Regions from separate parts of the Mus musculus genome. Here regions 2 and 3 are each linked to region 1. Evidence: chromatin contacts called from public HiChIP or PLAC-seq and promoter capture Hi-C data. All regions are on one chromosome and are shown on one strand. The core of a region is the stretch at or near the end of the contact, and the rest is flanking DNA. Distances in the headings are between cores, read along the strand shown. Region 1 holds the start of Prtg (protogenin). Region 2 overlaps Rab27a (RAB27A, member RAS oncogene family). Region 3 holds the start of Rsl24d1 (ribosomal L24 domain containing 1).

The links. HiChIP or PLAC-seq counts read pairs in DNA pulled down with a chosen protein or histone mark. Capture Hi-C pulls out chosen DNA fragments and counts their contacts.
Region 2: an H3K27ac HiChIP or PLAC-seq map of embryonic stem cells shows a contact between it and region 1, with 6 read pairs. The contact joins the enhancer-like site here to the promoter of Prtg in region 1. A contact is called at or near these places in 3 of 39 promoter capture datasets (cranial neural crest, embryonic stem cells and maxillary cranial neural crest) and 1 of 115 datasets of contacts at active chromatin or transcription factors (embryonic stem cells).
Region 3: a promoter capture Hi-C map of liver shows a contact between it and region 1. The contact joins the promoter of Rsl24d1 here to the promoter of Prtg in region 1. A contact is called at or near these places in 6 of 39 promoter capture datasets (cranial neural crest, embryonic stem cells, erythroid cells and 2 more), 1 of 484 Hi-C or Micro-C datasets (myeloid progenitors) and 1 of 9 other capture datasets (liver).

Annotation. Positions count from the first base shown.
Region 1 is chr9:72,804,355-72,808,990 of GRCm38.p6, forward strand. Prtg (protogenin) reads left to right here and starts at 2,920. Exons shown (of 20, transcript NM_175485.4): 1 at 2,920-3,178. The coding sequence starts at 3,103.
Region 2 is chr9:73,069,074-73,073,730 of GRCm38.p6, forward strand. All of the region lies in intron 1 of Rab27a (RAB27A, member RAS oncogene family), which reads left to right. Among named protein-coding and RNA genes, the nearest start is that of Rab27a, 27 kb to the left of the region's middle. Within about 2 kb of position 2,313, at least 77 of the 459 cell types and tissues checked have an H3K27ac peak or open chromatin away from gene starts, as enhancers often do. A contact at or near this core is called in embryonic stem cells, where this site is marked.
Region 3 is chr9:73,110,451-73,114,940 of GRCm38.p6, forward strand. It overlaps Rsl24d1 (ribosomal L24 domain containing 1), which reads left to right and starts at 3,019. Exons shown (of 6, transcript NM_198609.2): 1 at 3,019-3,133; 2 at 4,438-4,490. The coding sequence starts at 3,053.

The DNA of each region.
Region 1 (4,636 bases), core at 1,670-4,169:
CCAATTGCAGAATAAACAGGGAATGGTGGTTTCACAGCCCTTGGAAGGTGAAAGCAGGAAGATCAGGAGTTCAAGGCTGGTCTCTGCTACATAAGACCCTGTCTCAAGAAGTTAAAATAAAATAAAATAAAATAAAATAAAATAAAATGAAAGGAGAGATAGTTAAACAGTTAAGAACATATACAGCTTTTATGGAGGACTGAGTTTGGTTCACATTACCCACTACAGGAGGCTCATAACTACATGTAAATCCAGCTCTAGGGTGTCTGCCACCCTCTTCTGGCCTCCATGGGCACCTACGTTCTCAAGCACAAAACTACACAAAGACACTCAATGCATACTTGAAAATAAAAAGTAAATCTTAGAAATGATACAAAGTAGAAAAGGCAAGTGGTTTGAGGTACATGGCTCAATGGTAGAGTGCTTGCCTGGCAAAAAGAGGGGCCTTAGGTTCAAACTCTTGTACAGAAAAAACCAAACACTTAAGAAGAAAAGAAAAGTTTAAAGTCAGAAAGGATTCTATACCTAAAACAGGTAAAACTTGAGAATTATAAAACATGAAGCCTGACTCCTAGTTATCAATTATTAATGGGTGACCTTAGCTAACTCTATTTCTTCAAATTAAATAGGAGATATTACTAATAAGAAAGTCTGTGCTGGTTAGTATGTCAACTTGGCACAAGCTAGAGTCATTTGGGAGAGGGAAACTTAATTGGATAAATGTTCCCGTCATACTTGAATGTGGGCAAGCCTGTGGTTCATGCTCTTGACTAAGGATTGATGCAGTGTCTCTGTGGGCGGTGCTACTTGTGGGTTTGGTGGTCCTGGATGCTGTATTAAACAAACAAACCACACACACACACACACACACTCACACACACACACTCACACACACTCTCACACTCACACACACTCGCATGCACACACACTCACACATACACACACACTCACACACACACACACACACACACACACACACACACACACACACACACACACATTCTCTCTGACCAGCCAGGAAATGGTACTCCTCAATGATCTCTCCTTCCTGCCTCCAGGTTCCTGCTCTGACTTCCCTCAGTGATGGATTGTTGGCTGTGAGATAAAATAAACTCTTTGCTCCCAACTTCTCTATTAACCTCACAGGTTCATCATGGGAGGCCAAGGAGTACATATGAAAACTTTTGAGCAGACCACAAATGTTATACATGGTCAGAGGAAGTCTCTTCCTGTCCAGTGTAGTGCAGTAAATACACGGTCAACTTGGTTCAGCATGGTGTTTAAGGAACATCATCTTTCTTCATTTTGTTTCAATGCAAATACTGTTCCTCAAAGCAGCACCAAGTCCCAAGTCATTAAAGACCCCTGGCTGTAACTGAATAAGAACATCTTATTAACACATCTTATCCAGGAAACAGAAACACTTGGGGTCTGTTGGGACTAAGAAGCCCAGAGGGAGAAGAAAATAATCATAATAGAGAAAAATCTAGCCAGTCTGGGAATGCTGGCTCAAACCTATGCCAGCCAGTCTGGACAGCATAGGAGTGAGGCCCATGTTTGTCTGGACTGCAAATGAGACCCCGTTTCAAAACAACCCAAACAAAAATGTAATTTAAAAGGCAATAGTTCCATATGTCATTTTTCTTTCTATTCGAATTTATATTCTGAGGTTTAGAAATTGTCCAAACTCATCTAAATTATAAGACAAATTCGGACGCAACTGTTATTTTACACGGGGTTAAAATGAAATTGTAAAGTAGACTGACTTTTCTTTAAGTACATTTTAGAGTAAGTGCGGGAGTCCTAAAGGCTTTCCAAAACCACTCTCCCCTCTCTCACTCCCACCCTCCTCCCCGCATGCAATCAGGAGGATTCCTGGAACTTGCTAAAGGCAGTTAGTGACAAAAGCTAGATTTCCGTCAGCGGCTTTAATTAAAGTTAGCTTTTAGCCTGTGCCCTCGTCATGTGCCAAAGATTTAGATCGGGATTAGCAAACGCTAATCCACGTGTAAAAGCTCTGTAGGCTCCATACGGTACCCCCCCCTCCCCCCGTTAGCCCGCCCTCTTTAAATGTACGTATCGACTCCTCTGGGTTATCCTTAATTAATTTCAAGAGCTGTGAACAAATTCCCATCGTTGGTGTCTTCTTTCATCAGCCTAACTTTTAAGCAGGTAACCCCCAAAGTCTGGCCTCGCACAGCAAGCCCTGGATAGCCCCTGGTCTCACTTCTACTCTCTCTACTTTCTGAGTTTAGTTCTCACATTAAAAACTTAATTAGCTTGAAGCAGTGTTAAAACGTCCCCCGCCCCCCAAAGTAACTGCTAATTTTAGGGCTCTCTAAGATGATTTTGAAGCCAGGGCTGGATCTGATGAGACCAGAGAAGATAAGAACAGTCTCCAAATGTGGGTGGTAGTTGGGGGGTGGGGGTTGTCGCCATAGGATGCCTCCGGGGGCGCTGACAAGCCTCAGAAGTGGGAACTGGGTTTCCCTGAACAGGGCCTGGGCTGGTGAGCAAGGCAGGGGGATGGGCAGGGGCCATCAGGGGAGAAGTCTCCGGCCTTTCCACATCTCTCAACACCATCCCTCCACCCCAACCCCCTCCTCCGTGCAGAATCTTCAACTGGCCCGCAGGAGGGAGAAGGGCCCCGGGGGGCTGGCCGCGGCCAGGAGGATTGGCCTTTGTGGCCCGGTGGCCGGCCGTGGCGCGCAGGCCGAGGGGCGGGGGCTTGACCCCCAGGTGCATTGTCCAGCGGGGCCCTCCCCCTGTCCCCGGGGTCGCCCAGGCGATCTCAGCGTGTCCCTCCGCCAGCAGCGCCGACCTCGCCGTGCGGGGCCCAGGGGCCAGATGTAGAAAGTAGTCCCCGGCCGGCCAGGCTGTCCACTGCGCCGCCCTCTACAGCCTCCCTCCGCCCCCGGCTGGACGCGGCGCGCGTGGTCCCCGCGGCCTGGCGCACTCGCGGGGCTCCGTGCGCCTGCAAGCGGCGCGTCGCCTTCCCACGCCGGAGCAGCGGGTTGCAGCAGGAGCTGCGGGTCCAGGAGAGCAGCGGGAGCAGCGGGCGCGGGCGAACAGCCCGGGAGCATGCCCGCGCAGCCCCGCTGAATGGCGCCTCCCGTGCGCCCGGGGATGCTGCCCCTGCTGCTGTTGCTGCTACTGCCGCCGCTCGGCTCGGTTCCAGGTGGGCGCGCTTCCCATGCGAGTGTGCGCGACCGTGCGCGGGGAGGGGGACGGGCAGGGATGCCCCGGGTGGTGGGGCTGGCCAGGGTTCTCTCCGGATGCGCTCTCGGAGCGCTCCGAGGCCGAGGCCGAGTCTCCCTGGATCCGCTGACCACTAGCCCAGTTCATGCCATTGTCCGAGCTGCGGCCAGCTGGGGGCTCCGCGCTGCCTCCCCGGCCGCGGCCGCACGTGGTTTTATTTATATTGTTTCCTGAGTGGCAGCCTCTCCACGCAGGGGGGCGCCGCGGTTGCGCGCCGTTTCCAGGGTTTGCAGTGGGGTTCCTCCAGGTCTCGGTGGCCAAGCGGGGCGCCCCACGTTTTCGAAGCTCCAAACTGAGCAAGAAGATGGGAGGATGAAATTGCAAAGAGAAAGTTGTATGGCCCATTTATGCCCCAAGAGAGGCAAGGAGAAAGGTGTCTGAATAGAACTTACTTTCTGTATGTAGGTCTTTGGGTTCCCAGCTAGAGGTCCCTGAAATCTCTAGATTAACCTTGCACAAACTTGCATAAATTTATTTATTTCCCTTTCTGCAGTCTTGGTTTCTTCAAGGACAGGAAAATGTAAAGTGAATATTAGGGAAAGGAGGGTCTTTGACGAGAGGGGCTTGAGTTATTCATTTATAAGTTACCCTCACTGGTCTCTTCCTCCTTCTCCTTCTCCCCTTCTTTCCCCTCCTCCTTCTCTTCTTTTCTTTCTTTTTTTTTTCTTTCGTATCTTTTTTTTCCCCCCCTGGAGGAGTTAGTTTCAGTTAGCAAGAGAAAGGATCAAAGTGGGATGCGGCTCAGAAACACAATGGGCGTCTTCCGGAGTGGTGCACGCTGCAGGGCTGTTGGGGTAGCTGCCCAAGGCAGACCTTAGGGGAAGTCTGGAGCCCCAGACTCTGAGGTTTTCAGGATCTATCTTGATCAGAAACAGATAAATCATTACTGAGTATTTGTAACCAGGGCCTCGAACTGACCAGAAGAAATGTTTAAAAAAAAAAAAAAAAAAAAAAAAAACAACTCCCACCAAGACCCCCACTTTTTTTGTTGGCTCAAATCAACAAGCTTTTGCTCTGATGGCAGGAGTGCTTTATTCTGGGGGACCTGGGGCTTGTGTATGCTTGGATAAAGCATTTCCTCTGCTCTGATAAAAATGTGTATTGGTTGATTAAGCAATCTCCTATCCTTCTTAGACAGTAAGGACCAATTAGTCACGCATTTTTTTTCCAACAGTTGGTAGCACTAAAAAAGTGAAATAAAGGTTTCCTAACCCGATCACCCACTGAGTACAAGCGGCAAGTTACCAACTTTTCAAAGTCTATTGTGTGCCCTTTAAATACCTAGCTGGCTTGGCAGAAATGAAGTAAATGGATTTCTTTTAAGGAGTGGAGACAGCATCCCTGCTGTAAAAGGGCAGATAGGAAAAAAAAAATGCAA
Region 2 (4,657 bases), core at 1,063-3,562, 260 kb after region 1:
GTAAGAATAGGTTTTAGGACTGAGGCTGTAACTCCGTGGTAGAAGACTTGCCTAACCCAAACAAGGCCCTAATTTGATTCCCAACACCACTAAGGAAGAGAAAGGGGAGGGGTGTTTAAAATGAATAGTGTCCTGTAGGCTGGGCATGCTGCCACTCACCTTTAAGTCTAGCGCTCAGAATTCAGAGCAGGCAGGCCTCTGAGTTTGAGACCAGAGTTGTGTAAGTAGTGGTGTATCCATGCCAGCCAGGGCTACACAGTGAGATTCTCCCTAAACAGCAACAACAAAAAACGCACCTTATTGCTACGACAGGCAAGCCGGCTTCCTGGGTAAAGATACTTGCTGCCAAATGTGGTGACTTGAGTTGATTTCTGGAACCCACACCGTGGAAGGAGAGAACCAATGTTTGCATAGTTTTTCTATGGCCTCCACACGTGCTCTGCTCCCCACCCCACCCCCAAATAAATAGAAAAAAAAAAAAAACCCTCTGCACTGCTAATAAGTCGAGGCGACTGACCATTTGGATCAATCACTGGCTGGAATCTTTCTGTGAGTTACCTCAGTGCATAAATCTCATCCCTGCACTTAGTAGGGTCCTTATGACGGCTGGCTTTACTTGTCAAGTTGATACAGCCTAGAATCACCTGGGAAGAGAGTCTCAGTGAGGGATTATGTAGATCAAGGATTATGTATGAGCAAGTCTTAACTGATGTGGTGAAGCGGTCCCCTGGGTTTGAACCCTGAGCTGTCCAAGGGCAGGGGAAAAGTTGACCACCAAGCATGCATGCATGAGTTCATCCTCTTTGTTCTTGACCATGGATATGGCGTGGCCGGCTGCTTCCAGTTCCTGCCGTTGTCACTTCCTGAAATGATGGACTGCCTTCTGAAGTTCCGACCTAACGTGTATGTACATACACATATAGACATGTAGTAACACTTGGAGGAGAGCAAGGAGGACAGGGAAAGGAGAAACTATAGGATTATAATCCCAAAAGCTTTTTTAAAAAGTAAAAAACAGGGGCTGGAGAGATGGCTCAGCGGTTAAGAGCACTGACTGCTCTTCCTAAGGTCCTGAGTTCAAATCCCAGCAACCACATGGTGGCTCATAACCATCCATAATGAGATCTGATGCCCTCTTCTGGTGTGTCTGAAGACAGCTACAGTGTGTTACATATAACAATAAATAAATCTTTTTTAAAAAAAAAGTAAAAAAGGAAACAAAACAAAAAACCAAAAAACTCAAGATTCCCCTTAGTTGCTTATCGCCAGGGTGTTTATCGGGAGGTTGGTGGCTGTTGCCTCCGTTTTATAATTGAAGGGATGAGGTCACTTTTAAGCACTGGGACTGAACCGTGTAAGGCAGAAGAGGAAGAGTCAGAATTGGGACCTATGCAAACCCTCTTTGGGAAGGCTCTCTCTCTCTCTCTCTCTCTCTCTCTCTCTCTCTCTCTCTCTCTCTCTCTCTCTCTCTGTTGGAAATCTATAGACCTAAGGATGATAAATAAGTAAAAGTCCCTATGTCTAGTGCTGTTTGTGGCATATGACAGTGTCCGGCAATGTGTCCCTCTCTCCTTATTTTTTGAGACAGTCTTGCTGTGCGGCCCAGTAACCTTTCCTGCGTCAGCCTTTTGAGTCTCAGGGTTAAGGGCATGATCCGCTAAAGCTCATCTCCTTTTGTCCGAACTGAAACCACTTCCCTCATTTACTCCCTGGAAAGCAATTTACCTATGTCTTCAGTTTTTGTTTGTCTTTTTGTTAGTTTTGGTACTAGGAATTAAGCCTAAGGCCTTGAACTGCTAGACAAGTGCTCGCCCCCCCCCCCCCGCCCCCCTTGCATCTTCAGGTCCTTTTACTGTTTGAGTAGACCCTATCAACAAGTTGCCCAGGCTGCCTTTTCTATCCTCCCGCCTTAGCCTCTGGAGTAGCTGGGATTCCTGGCTTTCACCATCAGGCCCCGCCCTCCTCTTGCACTTTTTTTTTTTCTCTTTTAAATAAGGAAGCTCTCTGCCTATCTGGCACTTATCTAACATGCGGTTCTTGTTGAGGAAATGGGTGTTCTGTGCTTTCTATTGTTAGTCTGATGAGAATGAGGGTGGGGAGCACTTTGAGAAAATATTTGTGTAAGGAGGGAGAGGCAGAAGCCAACTGAGTGCGAGTGTGTCCACTCAGAAGGTGCCTGGAGCTTTTGACCCTGATGGAGGCTTTGAAACAGTACTTCCTCCAGGAGAGAGGGACTCAGATGTGTGATGCACGGTTCCAGTGCCCTCAGCACATCTTAGCTTGACGAATTTAGTAATCTTCTTAATGTAGATGAGTTTCTGGGCATTTCCTAGCAGTTCTGTGAGTCACAGGCTGTTAGATGACACTGAATGCTGGGTATTCCACACACAGCATGTCTTTCCATCTTCAGGGCCGTTGTGTGAGGGGGTGTATTATCACGGTTCTTTTTTCTTCGAAGATCTTACAATTCTTTATTTTTGTGTGTATGGGTTTGTACCTGCATGCAGTGTCTGAGGAAGCCAGTAGAGGGCGTCAGATCCTAGAGCTGGGTTTACAGGTGATCATGAGGAGTTGATGTGGGTGCTGGGAACCAAACCCGGGTCCTCTGTAAGAGCCACAGGTGTTCTTAACTACCAAGCCATCTAGCCCCCAGGGTTTGTTTGTTTGTTTGTTTGTTTGTTTATTTTAAACCAAACCAAACAAACAAAACACAGGCAGTGTGGTGGCACACACATTAATTTGAAACTAACCTGGTCTACACAGCAAGTTCCAGGATAGTAAGGGCTACACAGAGAAACCCTGTCTTGAAAAAAACAAAACAAAACAAGGCAACATCATTAATAAAAATAATATGGGCAGACAGTGGTGACACAGATTTTTAATCCCAGCACTCAGGAGGCAGGTGGGTCTGTGAGTTTGAGATCAGCCCACTCTATAGAGTGAGTTCTGTGACAGCCAGGGGTGCACAGAGAAAGCCTGTCTCTGAAAAAAAAAGATTGTAAAATAAAAAATAAACTAAAGGGTTGGAGAGATGGCTCAGCGTTAAGAGTACTGACTGCTCTTCCAAAGGTCCTGAGTTCAATTCCCAGCAACCACGTGGTGGCTCACAACCATCTGTAATAGGATCTGATGCCCTCTTCTGGTGTGTCTGAAGACAGCTACAGTGTACTTATATATAATAAATAAATAAATAAATAAATAAATAAATAAACTAAAGCATAGGTACCCGACTGACCAGCGTTTCCCAAATTAACATAAAGCACAAATAAAGCAGGTACAGGGTCTTTGTTGCTTCTATTGCAGAACCAGAGCCCCTTTGCTTCCATTTGAAGCCCCCACCTTCCAGCTGACTGGAGCCTGTCTGGGTCTGCTTTCAAGTCTTAGCTCCGTTTCTGTACAACACGAAGCCAGGCTCTAGCTTCATGTGCTCCTCGTTTGGAGAGCTCAGTAATTCCGAGTTCAGTGTCTGCAAGGAGAAACTATGAACACAGCCACCCCTCAGTAAAGTGTCACCCTTTATATCCTACAAACAGAACTGTGAAGGTTGGTAAGGCTCTGCCCTTATCCACTGGGCCAGTCCTATCTGCAATATGAGGTCACGGGTCTACGCTAAGGCTGTCTGAGGAAGTTCTCCACGGCAGCTCTAGGGGCTGAGAAGTTTGAATTTTTAATAGTCACCAAGTTGAGGCTTCAGGCAGGGGTAGAAGAGGTGAGTGTGAGGAGAAGACCCTCGCCTGTACTTTTATTCTAATGAAGCACCTAGTGTTGAGCCTAGGACCTGAGTAGACAGTATGAGGGAATGGAGAGGCATGGCGGGCACCTGATGTGCGCATAGATGGGCAGACCCACCTTTCATGAGCAGGATGAGGTGTCTCTGTGAGGGGGACGGACAGAAGATCATTGTTCTGATTGTCAGAGAGTTTGTTAGCGTTTGACATGTGAAATGAGAGTGCCCAGGACTTTCCTGGAGAGGGGTATGTGTGTGTGTGTGTGAATATGTAGCCCTGACTGGCCTGGAATGCCACATAGACCGCTACATTGGCTGACTTAAACTCACAGAAATCTGCTGGGCTCTGCCTCCCTGGCACTGGTATCAGAAGTGTGTCCCCCCTGCCCCTACAGCTCCCCCCATACCTGGTGAGAGACTTGTTTCTCTTTGGATTGGAATTGTGTGCTGCATCTGTTGAGAAGGTAAAGGCAGATGGCGAGAGCCTCACGGAGGAGAAAAGCAACCGCGGATGGGTACTGCTGGGGACGATGACATTTTTCTCCTTTGTGGTGGAGTTTGTTTCAGTTGATCTTGAAGAATTTTGAGCAACTTCCTGTTAGAAAACCCAGGTGGAGGTGGATTTAGCTGTGGGTTATGGTTTCTACTCCACTATGGAACCCACTTCCTGAAAGAGCATGACAGCTAGGCAGTCTGACCAATAAGTAGGAAATAATAATAGTGTATACAGAAGCCATCAGAACAATTTGACCTGTGAATTAAAAGTGACTTATTTCCTCCTCCTCCTCCTCTTCTTCTTCTCCCTCTTCTTCCTCTTCTTCCTCTCCCTCCTCCTCCTCCTCCTCTTTCTTTTCTGTTTTTTCAAGACAGGGTTTCTCTGTGTAGCCCTGGCTCCTTGAACTAACTCTGAAGACCAGACTGGCTTTGAAC
Region 3 (4,490 bases), core at 1,769-4,268, 310 kb after region 1:
GAAGAACAACTTATCTCACTCCTTAGTTGCATGTTTGGGATCTGAGGCCCAAGGCACTGGTATTTTGGGTCTTCTGTTCAGAGAGGTCAACTCAGGAACAGAAGACTATAGTTTTGGGGTTTGAGGGTGTAGTTAGTGGTAGAGTACTTGCCTAGAATGCTCAGGACCTTGGGCTTGGTCCCAGCACACAGGAAAAGTGGTAACGTTTGATCAAGATGATACACAGACCAGGCAGACAGGAGGGCAGGCAAGCCTGCAGAGCTTTTTGTCTAGCAGTATAAGATACAAGATACAGGGTATATGCCATTTCATTTTTCTGGTAGCCACAAAGTCCTCCCCCCCCTCTTCCTTTGACAGGGCCTCAATAAATAATTCTGGCTGACCTGAAACTTGCCACATTAAACCAGGCTGGTGGAGAACCCACAGAGGTTCCCCCCACAGTCTACCTTTGCATCCCAAGTGCTGGTGTTAAAGACACGCACTACCAGTCTTAGCCAGAAATTTAATGTTTTTTTTTGTTTTTTTGTTTTTTTTTTGGTTTTTCGAGACAGGGTTTCTCTGTATAGCCCTGGCTGTCCTGGAACTCACTTTGTAGACCAGGCTGGCCTTGAACTCAGAAATCCGCCTGTCTCTGCCTCCCAAGTGCTGGGATTAAAGGCGTGCGCCACTACGCCCGGCTGAATTTAATGCTTTTCAAAACAGGGTTTCTCTATGTAGCCCTGGCTGTTCTGGGCTTCTTGGAGATCTGCCCGCCTCTGCCTCCTGAGTACTAGGACTATGTGCACCATCCAGGGGTAGTATGTTTTACTTAAAATGTTGTGCCAGGAAGTTCATGAATCCCAAAAACCCACCAAGGAGACGATTCTGATGCAACACATTAGGGTCTTTATTATAAGCTTGAGCTGGGGCCACACTGCCATCTGTAGCCCCGAGGTCTTAGGGGGTCAAGGCTTTATAAGAAATTGTGAGCAAGCAAGGGGACTTTAGCCTGGCACGTATCTAATTGAGTAACTATTGTATGACAACAGGTGGGTACTCTGAAGCAAGACTGTATACAATGACAAATGGTCTGAAAGTACATTTGAAACAATCAGACTAATCTTTGATTAACTGTTGCTAGGAAGTAGCTAGGGAGTAACTCTGGCCCAGGACAAGCCCTGGGGTCCTTCCTGGTACTTGGGTGCAGCTTGGGTTCAGCTGCAGGCCAAGTCTCAGGCTTGCTTTAAGATGGAGGCTGGTCCCAAGATGGAGTAGGTTTGGCCTCTCAGACCATATTTTAAATATTTCAATATACGATCAGCAGGTAAATATCAAGCCAGTATGGTGGCACACCTCTACAGTATCAGCACAGATCATGATTTCTAGGGAACCCTGTGCTGTATATTGAGACGGAGACCTCAAAAACAGAACGAGGCACTGGAGAGATGACTCAGAGGCTAAGAGCACTGGCTGCTCTTCCAGAGGACTTGGGTTCAGTCCCAGGGTCCACATGGAGACTCGCACCTATCTCTATCTCCAGTTCCCGGGATCCTATGCCCTCTTCTGACATTGGCTGGCACAGCACACACAATGTGCACATACTAAACAAGTAAAACACATAAAATAATACGATTTAAAAAATAGCAAGGCATGGTAGTACACTCCTTTTTTAAAAAAAGATTTATTTATTATTATTATATGTAAGTACACTGTAGCTGTCTTCAGACACACCAGAAGAGAGTGTCAGATCTCATTAGGGATGGTTGTGAGCCACCATGTGGTTGCTGGGACTTGAACTCAGATCTTTGGAAGAGCAATCAGTGCTCTTAACCGCTGAGCCATCTCTCCAGCTCCCACCCCTCCCCTTTAAAATATTTTATTTTTATTTTCACGTGCATTGGTATTTTGCCTATAAGTCCTCTGGACCCAGGTCCTCTGGAAGAGCAGTGCTCATCACTTCAGCCCCTCTCCTTTAAAATTTATTTTATATGTGTAGGAAGTTTGGTTACATATATGTCAGTGTACTGTGTGTATGTATGCCCGGTGCCTGTGGAGGCCAGAAGAGGGCATCAGATCCCTTGGAACTGGAGTTACAGATGGTTGTGAACTGTCATGTGAGTTCTGGGAATCAAATCTGGGTCCTCTGGAAGAACAACCAGTGCTCTTAACCCTAGAGCCATCTCTCCAGCACCTGGTAGCACACCCCTTTAATCCCAGTACTAAGGAGGCAGAGGTAGGGAGATCTCTTATTAGATCGAGTCCAGCTTGGTTTACATAGCCAGTTCCAGATTACACAAAACGAGACCCTCTGCCAAAATACAAAATCAGTTAAGCATCCCTTGGACCCACATGGTGAGAGGAAAGAACCAACTCGTCCAAGCTGTCCTGACTTTGAGTAGGTTGCTCTCCTAAGACCAGGGTGGAAGTTTTTTTTTTTTTTTTTAATTTTATTTTGTTTTATTATATGTAAGTACACTGTAGTTGTCTTCATTCACTCCAGAAGAGGGAGTCAGATCTCTTTAGGGATGGTTGTGAGCCACCATGTGTTGCTGGGATTTGAACTTCAGACCTTCAGAAGAGCAGTTGGGTGCTCTTACCCACTGAGCCATCTCACCAGCCCCGGGTGGAAGGTTTTAGTTGTGTACTCCTGCCAAGTCCTTTGGGGAAGACAAGCCTGGAGTAAAGCAGACTTTGGTACAATCCGGTGTGGGGGAGCGTGCCCGTGGCAAAGCACAAGCACCGCAATAGCGCTATGGAATGAGTATACCGGGAAAAATTCCAAAGCGCCCGTACGGTAGATCTCACAGAACCAAAAAGTCAAACTCCCAGATGCAGTCTATAGCCTCTGCGTCTGCGCGGGACGCTGCTGCTGCTGCTGCTGCTGCTGCTGCTGCTGCTGCTGCTGCTGCTGCTGCGCACACGCGGGTCAGGTGGTGCCTTTACCTTCAGCTCATTCATATTCTAAGATACCATTTCCGGGTCGGGTCAGGGACTCGCTTCCGGCGACTAGGAAGTGACGTACCACTTCCTCTCCAGCTCCGCGTCCCGAAGGTGGGTCCCACGCGGGGTCAACATGAGGATCGAAAAGTGTTATTTCTGCTCCGGGCCGATCTACCCGGGGCACGGCATGATGTTCGTCCGCAACGATTGCAAGGTGAGGCGGCCGTGGCCCGCACGCTCCGGACGGCTCGGGGACTGGAGCGCGCTCTGCTCGCGCCGGGTTCTGAACGCCGTGGAGTGGCCTGGGCTGGACCCGGCGTCGGTTCACTGCCGGCGAGGTCTCCTCGTTGCTGTCAGACGCTCATCTCATCCGCAGGCCACCCGGCTTGCCGCAGGGTCAGGAAGTCGGTCGAATTAATGCTTAAGGAGGCTCATGCTCTCGTACAGTGGGAGGTGGGGTTGTCTGTAGCGGTTAATGGACATGGTGCCTGAGCCTTATAGACTTTTGCATTGTTGCTGGAGATGAGCTAGGAGAAAGACAGCATGGGGGTTCTTTGGGGGGGATTAACTGGCTACTTCGGCAGCCTTCACTATCCCACTTCTTGAAGGTTCTCACGGAATGAAGTATGTAAGCAAAAGCATTATGATTTGTGCCGCATGCACAGGCTTTCTTAGTTTAGGTTTCTGTTTCTGAGCGGGTCACACATTTTAGTTACCATACTCAGCTTTCTTTGCTAGCGCCCAGTAACCTCAAAGGCTTACTTTTTATGTTGCTTCCAGTGACACACAGAAATTGCATTATTAATTATTTTTGGTTTTTCGAGACAGGGTTTGGTTTTTCTGTATAGCTCTGGCTGTCCTGGAACTCACTCTGTAGACCAGGCTCAGAAATCCGCCTGCCTCTTGTCTCTCCCAAGAGCTGGGATTAAAGGCGTGCGCCACCACTGCCAGGCTCCAGATAGCGTTTTGTTGTTGTTGTTGTTTTTTGTTTGTTTGTTTGTTTTGTTTTTTTGTTTTTTTTTGTTTTTTTTTTCCGAGACAGGGTTTCTCTGCATAGCCCTGGCTGTCCTGGGACTCACTTTGTAGACCAGGCTGGCCTCGAACTCAGAAATCCGCCTGCCTCTGCCTCCCAAGTGCTGGGGATTAAAGGCGTGCGCCACCACGCCCGGCTGAGAAGGTCTTTAAGGAGCTTTTTCTTAGACTATTCCTTCACTTAAGGCCAGTGTAAGGTATTATTCTCTAAAGTGATTAGTGATGGTTTCCGGGTGCTTAGCCTGGTAGAGATGATGTCGGACACCCATCAAACACTTGAGTGTCCTTCTGTTCTGATGTCGCATGTGATTCTAGGTGTTGTCCTTAGTTCTTATGTGAGTGTCTTTTTTTTTTTTGCTTTACAGTAGTTTTTTGTTTGTTTGCTTTTTCTTTTTGGTTGGCTGGGGGGGGCCGGGGGGGGCATGTAGAAACATTTTTATTGTTGACTCTTCAGCTCCTCGGTATTTTAACTTGAGTGTCCTGTAGGTGTTCCGATTCTGCAAATCCAAGTGTCATAAAAACTTTAAGAAGAAGAGAAA